2 separate regions of the Hordeum vulgare genome follow, and region 1 is linked to region 2. A link is a contact called in public HiChIP or PLAC-seq data. All regions are on one chromosome and are shown on one strand. Each heading gives the region's core, a stretch centred on a gene start, on an enhancer-like site or on the middle of the called end of the contact. The rest is flanking DNA. Distances are from core to core; before and after follow the strand shown. Region 1 holds the start of LOC123444107 (aspartic proteinase NANA, chloroplast-like). Region 2 holds the start of LOC123444105 (50S ribosomal protein L15).

The links. HiChIP or PLAC-seq counts read pairs in DNA pulled down with a chosen protein or histone mark.
Region 1: a contact with region 2 is called in an H3K4me3 HiChIP or PLAC-seq map of embryo, with 2.4 times the contacts expected there. The contact joins the promoter of LOC123444107 here to the promoter of LOC123444105 in region 2. A contact is called at or near these places in 2 of 6 Hi-C or Micro-C datasets (both in leaf) and 1 of 1 datasets of contacts at active chromatin or transcription factors (embryo).

The regions. Positions count from the first base shown.
Region 1 is chr3H:430,962,736-430,969,175 of MorexV3_pseudomolecules_assembly, reverse strand. It overlaps LOC123444107 (aspartic proteinase NANA, chloroplast-like), which reads right to left and starts at 2,204. Exons shown (of 2, transcript XM_045120722.1): 1 at 1,062-2,204. The coding sequence starts at 1,603.
Region 2 is chr3H:430,713,471-430,719,795 of MorexV3_pseudomolecules_assembly, reverse strand. It overlaps LOC123444105 (50S ribosomal protein L15), which reads left to right and starts at 2,775. Exons shown (of 4, transcript XM_045120718.1): 1 at 2,775-3,300; 2 at 4,969-5,052; 3 at 5,133-5,222; 4 at 6,119-6,325. The coding sequence starts at 2,884. LOC123444106 reads right to left here and starts at 2,689. Exons shown (of 14, transcript XM_045120721.1): 1 at 2,501-2,689; 2 at 2,239-2,389; 3 at 2,043-2,143. The coding sequence starts at 2,569.

The DNA of each region.
Region 1 (6,440 bases), core at 955-3,454, 250 kb before region 2:
AGATAATCACACACACACACGCAAAAACTAGATAGATAACCTGCCTGCCTGCGCGACCCCTTTCTTTCTGGCCGGCGAGCGAGCGAGCGCCGCAAGGATCCGAATCCGATGCATATGCGCGCATGTGGATGTGATCAATCTCAGCTCGTCGCTTTTGTGAGGAGGATTCGGGGCATGAGGCGGCGTCGATGATGCTTTCTTCTTCTTCTCTCTCGGTGTGCTCGTCTCGGTCCATGGCCGGCCTTGGGGACATGAGCGGGGTGACCACGATGTCTTTGTGCGTGTTTCTCCGCGACAGCCCCATGAAAGCATACATAGCGAGCGCACGCCTCTAGAAGACTATAAGTAGACGCAATAAATATGTTCCAATCGATAGATGACTAGAAGTAGACGCCGGCGCCAAGCGAGCGGCAAATCGATCGGGGATTCCAGGCTCCAGAGTTCAGCTCAATCACCATGAAGGCTCCCCCCCTTCTCCATCACAATCACCTGGGTGGTAGTAGTAGTGGTACGAGTGAGTACATACTCTACGAGAAGGGGCACCGTCGCCCTACATGGCCGAGCGAATCAATGCCGTGCAGTGGTGCGGTCTGGCAGTACAAGTGGTGGGACTAGTAGTATAGCAGTACCAGTAAGGCGAGGCAGGCCGGAGCTGGCCGGAGCAGTGAGCTGCTGCAGCTGCGCATGGCATCAATGGCACCGCATTGATTAAACGCTGCGGCCCCGCGATGGATGCCATTGCCATCTGCAAATTGCAACTGCGAGATCCGACTCGCCCACCAACCAACCACTAATGGCGTCTTCTGCCTCCTCCTGCTGCTGCTGCTGCTCGCGTCTCCTCATCAATGCCAGGGCCAATTAACGACGCCCCACCCACAGATCGATTCAATCGATGGTGATTAGCACGCACGCACGCACGCACGGCTAAGTACTATAGGAGGAGGAGTGCCATACAAGTGGTGTTCCCCTCAGGGATGGTTGGTACGGTGCGGTAGAGGGGATGGCAATGCAGATGCGAATGCGAATGGCGAATGGGAATGGCGGGTGAGAGCGATGCTGACCGGTAGTCGTAGGCGCAGGGGCTGCCGGGCGTGGGGCAGGTGGCGAGGGAGAAGGGGAGCGACTTGGTGCAGGTGTCCGAGGCGCACGAGATGGGCGCCCATGTCCTCGAGTCCTCTGGACGGAACGCGCGCCCGGACCCCGACCCCGACTCCGACGAGTTGGCGGCGGGGCGGCGGCACTTGACCCAGGTGAGGTCGCTGCCGGTGTCGGCCACCAGCAGGAACGGCTGCGCCGGGGTGCCCACGCGGAAGCGCACGAAGTACTGCCCAATGCCCGTGTACGCGCCGGAGGTCAGCGGCATCTCGAAGGCCGCCGCGGACGACCCGGCGGCGGTCTCCCGCGCGCGGCGCCGCCCGTGCGAGGCGATGAACGCCATCCGCTGCCGGTCGCTGCGCGCCAGGTCGGCGAGCGACGCCGGCGCGAGGCGGAGCAGGTCGAACCGCGCCGAGTTGCCCGGGCGGGCGCCGCCCGCGCGCGCGCCCGCCAAGAACGCGGCGGACACCGCGACGAGCAGCAGGGCCGTCAGGCCGCGACCCGCCATTGCCTGCCGACGGCGCGGCCGGCTCTTTGGTCTCGCCTCGCGGCTAGCTAGCTAGCTAGGCCGCCGACGCGACGCCCGGCGATGCGTGTGTGTGTCTGGCCCGCCGGCGCACGGCCGTATGCGCCAATGCGCCTCCCGGCTGAACAGGCACGCACGCACGCAAGCAAGCAAGCCGCGGAGCTGTGCCGCGGCGGCAAGCAGCGCTGGTGCTTTTGTTTGGGCTCGCGTTTCGGGCTTCGGGTATGTGTTGGTTTGTGTGTGCCGCTTTGGAGTGCGTATTTATCTTGCCCTCTCTCTGCGAGGGGGGGGGCAGCTTTGCTTACGTTTGTTTAGTTTAGTTTAGTGCTAGTTTTTGTTCAGGGTGGTGGCTGTGCCGTGCTGTGCGTAGTCCGGGCGGCACCTGCCGCGCTTGGCATCGTTTGGCCGCTGCAGAGGTGGTGCGACGCGACGCGCTTTGGGCGCTTGCGATTGTGCTTTGTGCGCGCCGCGGGTCAAAGCCTCCTGGGACTCGCTGCGCCGGATTTCGGTTGGATCTGTTTCCGTTAACACGGATGCTTACTCAGTAGTACTCCTACTACAACTTTTGAGAGTAGATTAATTCCACTTGAAAAATCTGGATCCTCGGCCGCGGTCATAGGGACACTAGACAACATTTCCTTGGTGTCCGCTGGTCACCTACATTGAGCAGAGAAGAGCAGCAACTTGCTTACGTTCCGGACCCAGTCGCTTGTGAGCGCAGCAGCAGTAGCTTTGCTTGAGCATCGTCCGGCGGTCGGGATCTGGGCTGCTGCTACCATCACCGCTGTCCACATTTGGGGACTGGATGGATGCATGCATGCATGCCACGGGACGGGTGTCCATGCACGCAAAACAAATGCGTCTGCAGTAGCCCCGGGTCACGTCGAGTCCCGATTTCGTTCGCGTACATCTCGCGAATTGGATGTTCTAAGACAGTTTTGCTGGTTCGAGCTGATCGTTTTCCTGTAGCCAGGCGGATTGTGCTTGACGCAGGCTTCTACGCGACCTCACGCTTCAGGCACCGGGCAAGGGGCAACGCAGCGAGCTCGCCGTATCTATCTCCACTCTCGACTGCAGCCTTTCGTGTTTCCATTCGCCCTTCGTTTTCTTTCTTTCGCTACCTCGATCGGGACCTATTTGCAGTGCGGCCACGCAATAACAAGTGGACGTCATCGTCTCCTTCGGATAAGCATTGTTCGCCACGCGCCTGCCGGCATTGCACGTCACAAATGCATCGTTTGCTAATAATTAGAGTTAAAGCAATCCAATGGTCCAACCCAAACAGACGCGTGCTATGTCCATTTTTTGTTCGTTTGATTCGGCTTGTACATCTCCTTCTTCATTTGGATGACCGTACGATCAAAGCTCGAATTCAAATGTCATCCGTACATAATAATAATAAATCTCGTGGTCATAAATCATGTCAGCGGCCATGTCATCGTCCAAAGTTTATATCAACGTCATGTCAACGATTGGCATACATGCCAGCACGCAGAAAATATCATTATGCACTTCATGCCGACACACTTGCTAGCTCATAAAAAGGGACGGAAGTTCGACCACGCCATCTGGACGGTGGTCATGGTAGCACAATTGCCGGCATACCAAAAAATATGGTGCTCTTCACCACCATAGATCATTCGTCGTCGAACTTGAGCATGTCGGCCTGCATCTTCTCGAACCAAGACCGCTTCGTGAGGGACACTGCTCAAGTCAACCTTCATGATCTCCACGCACGTCATCATGCTAGCGAACGCCACTTCGTTTGCCTTGGTCTTCGCATTGGCAGCCTCGATCTCGAGCATCTTTGCTTGATTCTCTGCCTTCATCTCGAGCCTCTTCGCTTGCTTCTTTGCATCGAGTTCAAGCCTCTTTCTTTGAATTTTCATGAAAGCATTCATTTGCTCTTCTTTGTCTTGTCGGCACTTCTCCTTCCGTGTGTCCTTCTTGCTCATCATGCCTTCCAAAGTGGCATGCAAGGCAATCGAGGCAACATCATGCTTATCCTCTTTTTCCGAGTTGGTGTTCCCCCGCGGCTGAGGTATCTCTTCCTCGCCATGCTTCTCAACGACTTCAGTCCCTCCACGCGCCTTTGCGGCGGCATATTGCGCCCTGAACTTCTTGCCCGAGTTGATCACCATCCAACAATGTACGAGGTTGAAGGACTTCTCATGTTGGGCCTTGAAAGCCTCCAAAGCATGAAATGCCTACAAATGTATATCATGCCAGCACATGCGCAAAATGGACATGCAAGCACAATGGAAACAAAGATGGATGCATGTTTTACCATGTCTTTGATGCCGAGGCCGCTTACGGTGCGTCCGTCCATGCTATCAAGGCTTGCACAAAACTTGTCGCACTCTTGTTGAATCATCCTCCAATGCTTTGAGATGGACACCCACACGTGCTTGCTCTTCATTTTGTACGACGGAAAGTTCTTGCGTTCATGAAATTCACGATGAACACGAAGCCAAAAGGTAGATTACTTTTGCTCGTCACCGATCTTGGGGTCTTGTCCAACCTCCCTCCAACATTCACAAAGAATCTTCTCCTCATCCTTCATGTATGCCTTGGTCCACTTGTTTTGGCGCTTCTTGGTTTCTTGGGCTTGGTTGGAAAGCTCCCCTTCGAACAAAGGTGCCCCGTTGATGTCCACTTCATCTGCTTATTCTTCAAGGCGGTAGTCCTCTAGGAACTCGTGGTTGGCGGGGAAGGTGTCCGTGCCATCTTGGCCTTGCATGAAGGGGTCGGTTGTGCCACCACATACAAAGGGGTCGGCCATGAAGGTGTTTCAGCCGTCTTGGCTTTGGGTTTCATCAGGATCGAAGATAGCGACACCCACACCACCTTCGAAGATCATGTTCTCAATGATGAAACGGTCGGCAGCGGCGGCATCCGTGGTCGGCATTTTGTCGAACAGGTTGCGGTCGCCCGAAACCATGCTGATTAGTGTTTCCCGCAGGCGTTTCCTCTAGCCCCCGAAAGATGATCCACCGGCCACCGGCATGGCATTGACGTCGATGCGTATGGGCGCGAGTGTGCACGACACCACCATGCTTACCTCCGGCAAGCATTCCCTGTAGAAAGGAGACACATGCAGGTAGTGATGATGGAAGCCAACCATTGCCGGTGCGGTGGACGTGCGCATCAACTTAGGGAGCGGAGCACGAGAGAAGGCAGAGGAGCAGATGCTGGCAGCGGTCATGGCGGCGGTCAGCCCGTGCTGACTAGGGTTTAATCCTAGGTAGATAAGGGCGTCCCTCGTAGCCGCAATGCCTATGGCGTTGGTCTCCTCTTGCCGTGCTGCGGCGGCAAGGGTGGCAGCCTCGCCATCTTTGAGCTTGCGTTCCTTCGCGTGCCTCCCTTCCCTCCTCTTCATGGACTACACGCACCGTTCCTTAGGCATCATCAACTTCTTCATGGTCGTCGTCTGATACATCTCCAACGTATCTATAATTTTGTATCATTCCATGCTATTATATTATTGATCTTGGATGCTTTACGTGCATTTATATGTTATTTTATATCATTTTTGGGAACTAACCTACTAACCAAGTGCGTAGTACGAGTTGTTGTTTTTTGCATGTTTTTGACTTTTCAGGAAATCAGTACCAAACGAAGTCCAAATGCAAGGAAACTTTTTGATGATTTTTTCTGGACAAAAATAAGACATGGAAGCTTCGGAGGGAGATCATACAGCACACGAGGTGGCACCAAGCCAACAGGGTGTGGCGAGTGGGTGGTCATGCCCTCATGGCTTGGGACCACCTTCCGACGCCTCTTGCCCTAACTCCGCATCTATAAATCCTAATATGTTGGAAAAACACCAAAGAGCCACCCAAAATACTTTTTCCATCACTCCAAGCTTCTATTCTGCCGCGATCCCATTTGGAGCCCTGTACCGGTGCCCTGCCGGAGGGGAGATCGATCATGGAAGGCCTCTACACCAACCTTGTTGATCCCATGGTGATGTGTAAGTAGTCTACCATAGACCTACGGGTCTGTAGTTAGTAACTATATGTCTCTCTCTCTCTATGTTCTTCAATGAAAAAAATCATCGTGATTTCCGTCATGATCTATCCTATGTAAGCCTCTTTGCGGTGTGTTTGTTGGGATCCGATGAATTACGGGTTTAAGTTCATATTATTCATGAAAAGTATTTGAGTCATCTGTGAATTCTTATATGCATGATTATTATAGATTCGTATTTCTCTCAAATCTACCGGTTTGGCTTGGCAAACTAGATGAATTTATCTTCAATACGAGTGGTGCGTTGTGATGGGTTCAATCTTGCGGTGCTTAATCCTAGTGACAGAAGGGGACATGACACATATTGTATTGCTGCCATTAAGGATAAAATGATAGGGTTTATTCATATTAATTGAGTTGATTTTATCTACATCATGTCACCTTGCCCCAAGCATTACTCTGTTTTTACTCAATACTCTAGATGCATGTTTGATAGCAGTCAATGAGTGGAGTAATAGTAGTAGATACAGGTAGGAGTAGGTCTACTTGCTTATGGACGTGATGCCTATACGTGTGATCATTGCCATGAATAAATATTTCATAACCGTCCGTTTTTCTATCAACTGCCCAACAGTAATTTGTTTACCCACTGTATGCTTTCTTCGAGAGAGAAGCCTCTAGCGAAAACTATGGGCCTGGGGTTGATACGTCCATTTTGCATCATGCTTTCATGTTGATATTTATTGCTTTTTGGGTTGTTACATTACTTGTGGTACCATATTTATGCCTTTTCTCTTTTATTTTGCAAGGTTTATTTGAAGAGGGAGAATTCAGGCAGCTGGAATTCTGG
Region 2 (6,325 bases), core at 1,526-4,025:
TTTTGTAACTGCTGACAAACTAATCGTTGACAAATCAAATTAGCATTTCACACTGCCATGGTAACTGGAGCCATAATTTACAACCACCTAATATGTTTTTACCAGTTATCATTGTTAAGAAATATAAGACTCATCCTCCTGCACATCCACTAAGATATATGACATGTTTTATTTTTGCAACAACTGACAAACTAACCGTTAACAAATCAAATTAGTATTTCGCATTGCCATGTTAACTGGAGCCATATTTTACAACCACCTAATACGCCTTTATCAGTTATCACTGTTACGCAATAAGACTCATCCTCCTGCACATCTCCTAAGCGGTTAGGATGTTGTGCATGTCATTACGTATCCGCATATTTCCGATGATTCCTTCACTTGCCAACTGCATGGTTATCTTTGGCTATATCTCATTCAGACTGTGTGCATATACTCTAAAGAGCACTGAATTCAACAGATATTAGTATCGAAAAATATCTCGATGTCATTCAGTAGTATCAGATAGTCTTTTCATGCTTATCCAATCCAAACCATTGTGCCATCCAACTTCCTCTCTCTGGTATTCTCCTCCCCACAGCCAACAGCATTCACCCCTTGCCCTGTCAATCCACCTCTGTTACCATGGATGGAGAATAGGGAACGGCCACAACATCACAAGCATCAAACCAAGAACCTAATGACTTTTATAACACTTTAGTCCAATTAAATATGTATATTGATATATTAAGTAAAAATACAAATAGTTTAAATAATAAATTGCAATTAAAATGGCACAAGTCTATACCAAAACTGTATCCAGGAGAGTTAAATATAAACACATATCCATATGCACCCCTTAGTACACGTGCATTAAAAAATACCAAAAACTGTTGTATTAAAACATGTTACAGTATATATAGAAGAAAAAGGTTGTGCAAACAATTATGTTTGTATCATCATATGTACACTGTACAAAAAAATAGTTACACATCCCGTGTGATACTCCCTCCGTTCCTGAATATATGACGTTTTCGTAGTTTAATTTGAACTACCAAAACATCATATATTTAGGAACGGAGGGAGTATAAGGCAACTTATTTTATGCAATGCAGATATGATCATCTTTCTGCAAAAGTGAATGCTTGTTCAGATTCTGACATGCTCTAGTATTATGGATTGGGGGGATTTCAGAGTGCACAAGTTCTCAATCCTCAGGGCAGGGTACAAATATGAATATGTGAGAAAATACAGAACGTTAATAATTCAGGAAAATCTTAGCCATATTTGTATTTTATCAAATACAGTAGTCCAATAATATGGATAATACGGACCCTTGACACCCCTAATAAGTGTGAGGAACATTGGAAATAGGGTCATACATCGTGCCATGCACCACAGCCTAACATACTTAGAGATCAACCCAGAGGATGAATCGAGGATGTGAATACAGCATTAGTTTAAAACAATTGGAATGATCAAGCTGGAATAGTAAGAATATGAAACAGTTCGTCCTGCACCACATATAGAAGAAAATGTTTGTCGACAAAAAGATGATGCCTTATGATCTTGAAGGGAGTAAGAAGAACATGCTCAGACGTACAGCACTACAATAATTTGATTACACTGAACAGCAAACTCCAGATAGAATGGATTAGCTAGCTTCTATTTGCCAACAGTGATTGCAGTACCTAAATATCATGAAAGAGTAAAACACAGCCTCAGGACCCCGACCTAAATTTGCAAGTGCCCCACTCATCAAGTCTAGATCAGTAATCAAGATCAAGATGCATTGTGATTGTTTTAGGGCATGTTAATAATCCTTAGTGTAATACTCCCAGATATCTTAGTTACCCCATGTCATCGCCTCTAGACCATTGATCAATGTTGATATGGATCTGGAAACGAGGATCACAAGGCACAATTCGTAGGTGCACAAAATCTACAGTACCATCTGCTCCACACTGATTTCAGCATTCAGAGAATTATGGATGCTGTTCTGATCAATCCCAGATTTTAACAAGCAAGCGTGAACAAAATCAAGTGCGCATCCAAGTACGGACCTCTGGAATGTCCGCACGGATAACAGAGATAAACTTTGAGAAGCGCAGCCGGTGCAGGACATTGTTGAAGATGGTCAAGTAGAGCGTCATGGTCCTATCGCCTACAATCACAGAAAAATTAATGGAGTCACCGACTAGCAGGGCATCGAATCGAATCATCAAATCATATAGTCAAGGGATTTGCGTATGGGCTTGCCTCTGGGGCTGGGCGACGAGAAGGCCTGAACGCAGTTGTGCTGGATGAGGACGAGGAGAGAGTTCTTCACCTGCCCGGGCGGGAGGTTGAGACGGCGCACAATCTCCTGCAGCTGCAGCGCCCCCTGGCGGAGGAGGCAGTCGCACACCTTCTGCGGGAAGGGATCGGGCGGCGGGGGTTAGGGCTTCACACGCACGAGCACGCTGACACAATGTCAGTACCAGGGAACGACGGGAGGGTAGGAGGTGGACGGGGAACTTACTGCTACGAGGGGGCCGAAGTGGTCGGATATGAGGCCCGTGGCGAGGAGGATGCCGTGCTGCGACACCATGGCCGCCGGCGGCGAGGAGGCTCGGGATTTTTGGGATGCGTGTTGCGGCGGTGGCCTCGGCTCGGCTCGGCGCTGCGCGAGACGAGACTGTACTGCACTGCACGCGATCCTGAGCGTCCACTTTTCGGCCAGCGGCTCACGTGTTATGCCGCGGAAGCGGAACCGTCCATTCTAACCCTTTGATTCTGGATCCAACGGCTACGATGCTAGCCAGCAGTCAGCACTCAGCACCGTCCCAAGGAAAGACGGAAAGAACCCTAAACCCCCGGCGCACCCAGACCGGTGGAGGAAGCCGCCAGCGTACCACAGCCGCCATGTTGCGCCGCGCCTCCCAGCTCCTCCGCACCATCCCCGCCGCCGCCGTGCTCCCCCGCCGCCTCCCGCAACCGCACCCGGCCCCACCCGCCCGTCTCCTCCCCGCCCCTGGCCAGCCGTCGTACTTCTACGCCACCCAGTCAGCGGCGGCGCGGCCACCAAAGGCGTCGCGGCCACTGAGGACGGCGGGAAGCCTGCTGAGGCTCAACGACCTCCGCGACAACCCCGGCGCGACGCAGCAGAAGACGCGCAAGGGCCGCGGGATCGGCTCCGGGAAGGGCAAGACGGCGGGGCGCGGGCACAAGGGCCAGAAGGCGCGCGGCACCGCTCGGTTCGGCTTCGAGGGTGGCCAGACCCCGCTGCGCCGCCGTCTCCCCCGACGCGGCTTCAAGAACCGCTTCTCACTCACGTTCCAGGTCCCCTTCTTGCATTTCTGTTCATCTGCTTTCGTTGCAGCAATGCGTCATTTGCTGTTTGCGATCTAGGTTGTTTGATCACGAATCAACATTTCTTTCCTTGGTTTCCGTGTATGTGCTCTAGTTGTCATCCTCGAACGTTGCTTGATTCGATGACCGGAAGTTGCACGGGTCAACATTTCTGCACATAAGGTGTTTGATCTGTGTTCTGTGCACGTAGTTCACATATTTTGATATTACTACCGCTTATTCCGAGTGCTACCTTGATAAGGATTATGTTCCCTTCGTAGAAGCTCCTTAGTTAGAGGAAGGAATTTCTTACTGAGCTTGCTAGAGCCCTATCTGTAGTGGTAGCTCTTAGACGAGCTTCTAGATCATTTTGTTCCTCAGTGCACAACAGTAGAATCGTGTGTTAAAAATGGCAAAAGGCAGCACAAAAATGCCTTACTATGCATTCTGAAAAGTCTGGGATGGTGGATTTTTACCTAGCAACGGCCATTTGTAATGAACTTATGAGCTTTGGTAAAATGGGCATGCTGAGATAACATAGTATGCACTGATAAGACAGCAAGAGATTATGTTCATAGGCCAAGCTACAGTGAGGGCAGCACCAGCTTGCAGCTTTGGAAGACTTGGCTTGGGCGTCAACAATTTCAGTTATCTATCTTCTAGTCGGTAGAGTATGATATATGTGAGTAATGGTGGATCCATACCAAGTGCCAAGATACGTGGCTTTTGTATTGAATTGGTCACCAATCTTTGCTGTATAAGATAATTGGTGGGGTTGTGCTAACTTGTTGTAAGACCTGAGGTATTGTGCACTAATTGGGCAATGATTTTGGACATATATATTACTCCCTCTTATATTAGTTGACAGAGGGAGTACAGAATAAACTATTGATTGGACAAAATCTCTACTCTTGGTACTTGTTTGGGAAGGAAACCTAGGCTTATTATTAAAGTTTACAGATTATCTAATCTTTTAATGGATATATAAATTCATGTTAGTAAAGTGGTGGGCACTATTTCGTGCTGTGTTAGTATGCAAGAACAACGGAACCTTGTGTGTGTATGCAGGTTTCAAAGAAGTATCATATGTGGCAGAGTTACATTTCTTTAAGTGTTACGCAGATTAGATTGTGAAGAGCACTGTAAGAATACTTTTTAATAAAGAACATGCCATATTCTTATAATATGTAGTTGGATCATGTTACGTACTCTCTAGCATAAGACCTAGTAAAGCATCAAAATTTACAATCTAATGAATTGCATCTATCATATGTTGTCAAGTCCTTCAGGAGGGGTTCTGTGAAGTGATCTACTGTTCAGCACTTAGCACTGGAGTAACTTTCTGTTTGCTTTACAATCTTCCAGTCTCCTGAAATAGTATTCCAACATGATATTTGTTACGTGATGTACCTATCTCTGCTAGTTCATGCAGTGATTGTTTTCAGCAAATTGTGGTTGCTATTTGATCCATGCTAATGTCTGACTTCAACATCCACAAAATAACGTTAAAATTTTGTGTTCATTTGGGTATGTGGACGTTTATTGTACAACTTGTTTAACAACTTGACAATTACTTTGTTTATGCTTCAAGTTCAATTTTTTATTTGCAAATGGCACCATGGGCATAGTGTGATGTTGGTCATCTTTTGCTGTGGTCAGCCCTGTGGACTGGGAAAAATTGCAAAGCTCATCAATGCTGGAAAAATTGATTCCTCTGAATTGATCACAATGAAGACACTGAAGGTACTACAGTCATTTCTTTGAACTAGCCCTGTTTCTGTTTTCTTCTTTGCAACATCAACTTCTCTATCACACTTTATCAGGATACAAGTGCCATTGGAAAACAAATAAAGGATGGGATTCGGTTAATGGGCCGTGGTGCAGAAGAAATCAAATGGCCAGTTCACCTCGAGGCAAGCAGAAGCTAGTTCGAAATAGTTAAATCTTATCAATATTTATAAGCATATAGTTTCTTGTTCATTTCAAGTCCTCCATTCTCAGGAATAACGTGCAACTTTTCACAGGCTGAGTCTGTTCTGTTCCTTGCTGCATGCAATGACACATAATCCAAACATATAAATGTATCTGTTCTGCCGAGTGCCATTTATCCATTAACCATTATAATGATATCGTGGAATGTGCTCATTTAGTTATGTCCGCATGACCTGTCTGTCCATTGCTTGCAATCATGTCGAGTACAAGTAGTGGCTCTTTTGTAGAGGCAATGAGGGAGTTCCAACTGTGAGTAGTAAACATAGCTTTCCTATTGTTGAAATATTGTTTGGCATGTGCCCAATTAATACAACATGATTCATATATAAGTATGTAATAGGTGATGGCAGTGACCAAAAAAAACTACTCCCTCCGACCCATATCAATTGTCGCTGACTTAGTAGTACTCCTATAACACTAGCATGATTTTACTTGCAATGTATTTTAAGCAGTAAAAAAATATCAATTGTCGCTGACTTAGTACAAATTTAGCATGATTTTACTTGCAATGTATTTTAAGCAGTGAAAAAATAGCGCGCTATAGCGTCCCTAATAGCACGCTATAGCGTATTGAGGATTGCCTCGCTAAATATATTGGTGTACAATGTTCCGCTTATAGCACACTAATAGCATATTTTGAGGTCGGCGCTATTTTGCTGTGCGCGCTATTTTTTTCCTTGATTTTAAGTGAAATTATATTGCTTTTGTTATCAAGATATAACATTTCCAACTGTGAACATTATATTGATTTGATTTGATCCAGCTGTGGACATTGGTGCTGTGGATTGCATTTGATATAGCAAATGTAAATTGGCAGGTATCAAGGGCGACTGCAAGGGCGAAAGCTGCAGTTGAAGCAGCAGGTGGAACTGTAAGATTGGTGTACTACAACAAGCTTGGGTTCAGGGCACTTCTCAAACCCGAGTGGTTTGCAAAGAAGGGCCGCCTTATACCAAAAGCGGCGAGGCCTCCACCCAAGCAACGAGACAAGGTTGATAGCATTGGCCGACTACCTGCTCCCACA